Regions from separate parts of the Gossypium hirsutum genome. Here region 2 is linked to region 1. A link is a contact called in public Hi-C data. All regions are on one chromosome and are shown on one strand. The core of a region is the stretch at or near the end of the contact, and the rest is flanking DNA. Distances in the headings are between cores, read along the strand shown.

Region 1 (3,619 bases), core at 442-2,941:
ACCTAAAATGATTAGTTAGCTAATACACTATTCCTACTCTTTTTTTTTTGAAATACTCGCATTTAACATTGGTATTTGATATTTTTGAACGTGGATTTGGAGAAATGATCCTTTTAAAAGCTCTACATACACTGAACATAGTTTAGTCCTTCCAAAGAAGAAGAGGGAATCAAATTTAACAAAGTAAACAAGAATATAGAATAGAAGCCAATCACAGCAAATATCTACTTTTGTCAAGGGTAACAATGTTGGGCCAAATGCTTAAAAGGGTCAATGGGTTCAGGGATTGGAAATGAAAGAGTTCAATTCCTCTTGTCACTCGGCACAAAAATGTGAAGCCAAGCTGCACCTTTAATTCATCATGTTATTTGGATTTTTCAAATTCTTTGAAGTACTTACTTATCCCCCGAGTTCTGCCTAAAAAGCAAAAAATCTAAGCAATCATCGCTAAAATAGCAGCCAGTTCATTGAATATTTAAAAATAAATAAGATACAAATTAATTAAAACAAAACAAGAAAAAATATATAAATAGTACTCATTAGCTTATAAAATATAAAACACCATAAACACGATTGTAGTAGTAGAAAATGACACAAAGGACATAAATTGTCACATTATAATTAAGTTTATATTTGATGCAATGGTAGACTATATTTATATATATTTTTTATAACTGCTACAACATTAATCTAGCTCAAGAAATAAAAATATAGCATTTAGGAATTTATATCAACAACAGAGTAACAATAATAAACTCACCGCTCCACTGAGTTGAGAGGCATTTCCAGACCGAGTTGGTCCCCGATATTTACGACGACGGCTCACACCAGCGTTTTGACTGTTTTGACTACTCATCATCTTCAGATATCCATTAGACCTAACAGATATGCTCTTAGGCAACATAACCCTCTCCACATCCCCAGCACCTTCCATCATGCTCGTCGGACACTCGTCAGAAACCTCTTCCTCTCCTACGCCCCCACCGTCACCACCGAGACAAAGCCCTTGAAACTCATTCAGCAATTCGTACGGCGTCGCGTTATAATCAGACGTTGCGAAGTGGTTCTGCATAGAGGCTTGGATCAGTGTGCTGAGTTGCTTGTTGAGGTCGCGGTTTACAGATCGCAAAGCAGTATTCTCTTGGCGGAGTGCCTCCACTTCTTTAGAAGCTTCGTGGAGGCGCGAGAGGCAGAGATTGTGGCGGTTGATCATATCTTGATGTTGTTGCATGACGTGACGGGGATGGTAGAGATCAAAGAGAGAGGTGGCAGCGACAGCTGAAGGTGAGTAATCTCCTTCATTCTCCTTATCTTTTGATTGTTTGGAAAGGACATCGCCATAAAGAGTTGAACCGTCGCTTTGCATTTGCAAATGAAAGTACACAAGCTTGAAAAAACTTTTACAGCAAACAGAAAAAAAAATGCAGTAAATAAAAAGCCAAAACACCTGAAAACAACGATTGAAACAAATAGAAATCGAGTAAATTAATTTGATGCTAACCTGAATCTCTGAAAAAAACCACCGATTTTATTTTCTAAGATTCTCTCTTTAGTGCAGCGACAGCGAGAGAGATTTCTTTTTGTTTTGTTTGGGGAGAGAGAAAATGGGAGATGAAAGAATTGGAGGGAAAGGAAGGAAGGGAGAAACTGTTAAAACAAACACGTAACAGAATTTTACCATTATGTCCACCTTTTCACTTATCTTTTACTCGGTTCGCCCCTATGTTTTCCTCCACTCGATTTTAACCTTACCGTACCACTTAATAAGGGGATTTAAGCCATTTAATTAATCTAATTAGATTTTCTTTTCATGAAAAAATTTATGATTTTCTTGCTCGCTGTTTGAAGACGAAAACCTCGGGTGATTAAACAGGCCGTTTGATTTCGATCACGGTATTTTGGACGGTGCACAGTATTTTGTAAAATATATCTACACTATTTATTAAGTTGGCAGTGTGAACCTAAATCCTAAACCCTTAAACACATATTTAACTCGGTAATTTGAAAAGTTATATTATTTGAAGGTAATTTAATATTAATTTTAAGATAAATTAATTAATATATATATAGTGAGATTTGAATTCAGACCAATTAAATTGTTAAAACTTTAGATTTACAATTCAATCAAATTTTAATTTAATATTAATTTATTTTATACATTTTTATTTTAATATACACAATTTATTATCTCCATCAATTGTATATATTAATAATGTTGTTCATTGAGTTGATGTCACAAGTCAACTCGACATTAACTTGTAATTGATGACAAAATCATGATAAATAATTGTAGTGCATTTAGTATTGTTTATATGATGTATTCATATATTTAAATTTTGTTTTACTCATAATTTAATCTACTTTTCAATTTTAATACCATACAAATTTCGTGTGTTATTATGATAATTAATTAATCTCAAACTATACATTTCATTATTTATTGTATGTTATTTTTAAAAGCGTTTTAAATCTATGGTTCCCATGCATACATGTATAATAGGATTTCTAATACTTACTATAATGTATTTGACTAAATGCATGTTACAAGCTAATCAAACATGAACTCAACTAGAAAATAACTAAAAACTCCTTTTTTTCACTATATATTATTACGATAATATTTTTGTCTTTTATATTTTATATAAAATTTATAAAAATTAATTTAAATAAATATATAATAGAATTTAAACCTTAGAAATCTTAATCTTCAAATCCTCAACTTTACCAATTAAATAAGTATTTTATATTTTATACAATGTTTAGAATTTATCCATAATCCCAACCCAATCCATATATATGAGGATAAATGTGATTTAGCCGTTCATACCCACTTCCTTTTGTAGAGGAAACAATGTCGATGCCCACCAAGTTAAGAGTTAATCAATATTTAAAGTATAAGTTAATTGATTTAAGAGGAAGCAGTTATGAGTAGAAGTAGATACTATATTCAAAAGCAATTATATAATAAAGTTCGAGTAAGTTAAAATTTTTTTTGGTACAACTGTGATTCGAACTCAGACTAATCCTAGAAAAGATAAGCACTCAACTAATTATAATGAGATTCAAAAATATTTCATTATTTATTTAAATTTTTTTATAGTTTATATATCAATGAGACAGTATTTTTGAGAAATATTGAAATCAGATTATATTTTACTGGTAGACAAATATGATTATTTTACAATGCTGCTAAACCTAACAAATAAATAATTAAAATATTAATTGAAATGCATTCATTGCCATATCTATTTGGGTTGGAGTCACACTTATAGTATTAACATTATAAATACAGTAAAAATATTTGGTAAGTCCTATTATAAGGGCTGAGACAAATTAATATTTTTATTATTAAATAGATTAATTTAATTCTTTTATTATTAAAAATAAATAATATTAAATTTTAATAAAATTGATATTTATTATTTAATTAAGATTTAATAAAGTTTATATTTTGAACACTTTTTATTATTCTTCAAATGAAATCTTTATCTAGAGTTGAACTATAAAAAAAAATTCATATAATTTTTAAACAATAATATTAGTTCTATTACAATATAATCTTATTTGATTGTTTTCCCTATAATAGGATATATGAGAGTTGATGTTTGTATATAATTTT
Region 2 (3,619 bases), core at 742-3,241, 160 kb before region 1:
TGGTTTTGACAGCTTCCAAAGGCTACTAATCCTATTGTGAAAAGCATTATATCCAACACTTTGACCCAAGATTTTTAGAACTACCGTCTTCTCCATTTCCTTGTAAAGGATCTACTTGATTCTATAAAAAAAATCTATTTTCGGAATCCCATTAACAGTAGATCTTATCACATCTCCCTCTAAAAAAGACTAGATCACCATCATTATTGCCGCCAATAACCATATGGTCCTTGACAGAATCAACTGATCCAACCCCTAAGAGTTTCTCCTTCCAAGATGTCACTGGAGATGATTCAAGATCCATACCCATATCGACCTCCGTCTCATCCTAGCCTTCCTTAAACCTTACTTTTTTAGTGTTCTGATCCTTGGAAAAATGAGATTCACCACCACCATCATCGCTAAGAGTGTTTGTCATTTTTGCTACAATTAAACTAAATTCTTTTTATTTCTTTTAATATTTTTTTATTATTTTAATTTTAAATTATGTCACATAAAATTTAATGTATCATTTAACGGTTAAATTAGAGATTTTAAAAATCAATTAAAATAAAAGTTATAATTTAAAAATGTTTAGTGCAATTGAGTTAATATTTTTAAATTATTTAATAATAATTGTGCTTTTCTCTTATTGCTGCAATAAATGTTACAAGTACTGTTTGTTTTTTTCGGTTAGCTTCCGTTGTTAATGATTTTTAACATGATTGAGGGTAACAAAAACTAAGTTTCTCACAAACGATATCATTTATTCAAACTACAAACTGTCAAACTGATGACACATTAGACGATAGTAGTAGCAATCTTTATTAATGGATGTCACTTTATTTTAATACTAGTGCAAATTAACAACACAATATAAATTCCACGCTAGTGTTGACAAATGACAGCCCCATCACAACACAATCTAAATTATTGTTTTATCAGTTTTGCCTTCATAGTTGTCTTAACACCCGGCTCGATAAAAGCCTCAGCTTTTATTCCCGATAGGTCGCAGCAACTTTTGGGTCCACAATTCTCCGACTTCAAATTGCATTTGATTTGATCCCAATCAACGTCATCTGAAAGAGGAAGGATATTTGTATAGACCTGTAATTGATTTCATACGTAATTAATCCATATATTTATTGTTTCAATAATTATATATATATGATATAATAATAAATTTAACTTTAAAGTTTACATTTTTTATAAGTTGGCTTATTTTTTAGTTAAATTTGATCCTTAACATTTTATAAGAGTCAAATAATTTTTTTATAATAGAAATGTTGACTAAAATATTAATTTTTAATATTTTGTTGGAGTGGCAACATGCATAACAATCTATGTACACATCATATTAACATAACACTATTTGTCTTATATGTACTATTCAAAAATAAAAGAAAACAAAATTATAAATTATAAAAGTTCAAAAAAAAAAAGCATGGAGTACACATGGATTGTCATGCAAGTTACCGTATTTAAAAATTTAATATTTTAATTAGTATTCTCATTAAAAAAACATAATTTCAATTCAAAATATTGGTGGTTTAATTTGACTTTTATAAAAGGTTAAAAGTTAAATTTAACTAAAAAAATTAAATTGACAAAAAAATTATAACATTATGGAAATAGATCAGCAGCACCTTGTTGTCATTGCATGGTCCATTTTTCCAAGCAATAATCCACTTTAGCTCAGGCTCTAGATTATTTTCTTTAATAACAAAGGAAAAACCACAACTGGAACCTATATTATCACCATAGTGAAAGAACGCATAGGCAACATCAGCAGCTACAATAAATGGCGGAAATGGCGCCGGAGCAGCGAAAACCAAGCCATGGAAAGAGCACACCTCATCTAGTTCTACTTTGTCTAAACCTTTGCAAAATTTAGGAGCCACCCAAAAGTTGCACAGTGTCCCCCTTTCAAAGACACACGAAACCTCTTCAGAACCCTTTTTTGATGCCATTTCTTTTGCTTCTGCTTTGATATTTGTTTAGTGCTATACATAAACACATACTTATATACTAGTTTTGCATGACAAGACAAGAAGCCGGTTGGTAGAATTAAATTTATCATTCTTTCTTTATAAATGTATTTATATTATTTTTATGTAAGATCCATGCTTATTACTTACATTTCATTTCCTTTGCAAGTTTTATAACAATTAAGCCAAGTGACGGCATTTTTTAAATAATATGACCAATTCATATGGCTATTCTCATGTTGAACTAAAACTTTCAAGTCAATTATCTATATTATATATAAAGGGTGGGATGACATTTATATCCCTCTAACTATCAAGCCTCTGTTTTTTGTTTCCAAGTTTTGAAATATTGACATTACTCATTTCTCATTATATTTAAATTGTGTTATAAAATAATGAAAAGGAATAAGGGATAGAAATATAAAGAGATAAGAATATATGTGATTTAATTTTAGTTTCTGTTCTGTTCAACACTGGGATTCAACTTTTTCTTGTAATAATAAAAATATATATATGTGATTTAAATAATATTTTGTCAAAGTCTATATTTATAAATATAACAAGTATGATGATATAAAATTTTATTTTTAATAGACATTAGAGTTCTAAGTATAACAATTTTTTTATTCTAATATACATTCAGTTTATAATGAAAATATATTTATAACACTCCTTTTTGAATGTCCATTATAAATAATATATTTCACTAAAATATTTACTAATATAAAATAGATAACTTCTATAATATTCACATGTTTTAAAAAACAAAATATATAATTTAAAGTATATCAAATAAGCATAACAAAAAACTATTCTAAAGAAATAAAAGATGCATGTTGAATAATAAAAACAAACAAACATAAAGTAATTTAAATTATCTCCATCTCTAATAAAATTATAAATTATTTAATCATGATCCTTAAAAAGTCTTTTGTTTCTAGATATGTCAAACCATTCAAAGCCATGGGAGTTATCATTCTTTGTATGTCAAATATGTTTAACATTCTACATTATCCCCCTTTGATAGAATCTTGATAGGATTTAATGAAATGTTTAGGTATATGACATGTACATTACTAGTCACCTTTCATATCACATCAATAATATAAGTTATCTCCACTTTTTAAAAGTTCTCTTGAGAATTTATTTTTCCATTTTTGGTGGTGAGAATAATTATTATAACCATCTCTTTGATATTTATGTATTGCCGCATTGGCTTCAGGGAATGGAGCAGATTTAGTAGGATGGGCTTGATGATTTTTTATTACTAGCTCGTTATTTTGTCCAACCACAAATAGACATGATATTAATTCAAAATATTTTTAAAACATTTATCATGATATTGCTGCTGCAAAAGCACATTTGAAGCATGAAAAGTTGAGAAGTTTTTTGTAGCAAGCCCTCATTAGTAATATTCTCCCTACACTATTTTAATTGCAAACTTACCTTGCATATAGCAAAGCTATGCTTACTCGTAGTTTTTAAATCTTGTAACCATTGGTGCATCCAATCATAATGAGTTTTAGGTAGAATTATTTTTTTATGGATCCTTTATAGTCAAATATTTTACTTTCAACCTTTTATGGAGATGACGACGAATAGGGGTAAGCGTTCGATTGAATCAAATCGAATTTAATAAAAAAATTTTGAGT

What was found. A called contact is a pair of places that touch in the nucleus more often than the background predicts.
Region 2: a Hi-C map of leaf shows a contact between it and region 1, with 1.5 times the contacts expected there. The contact joins the promoter of LOC107903741 here to the promoter of LOC107904051 in region 1. A contact is called at or near these places in 2 of 34 Hi-C or Micro-C datasets (callus and leaf).

Annotation. Positions count from the first base shown.
Region 1 is chrD05:41,937,340-41,940,958 of Gossypium_hirsutum_v2.1, reverse strand. LOC107904051 (zinc finger CCCH domain-containing protein 15) reads right to left here and starts at 1,691. Exons shown (of 3, transcript XM_041092867.1): 1 at 1,502-1,691; 2 at 761-1,397. The coding sequence starts at 1,366.
Region 2 is chrD05:42,094,005-42,097,623 of Gossypium_hirsutum_v2.1, reverse strand. It overlaps LOC107903741, which reads right to left and starts at 1,991. Exons shown (of 2, transcript XM_016829896.2): 1 at 1,626-1,991; 2 at 730-1,058. The coding sequence starts at 1,949. The coding sequence ends at 1,023.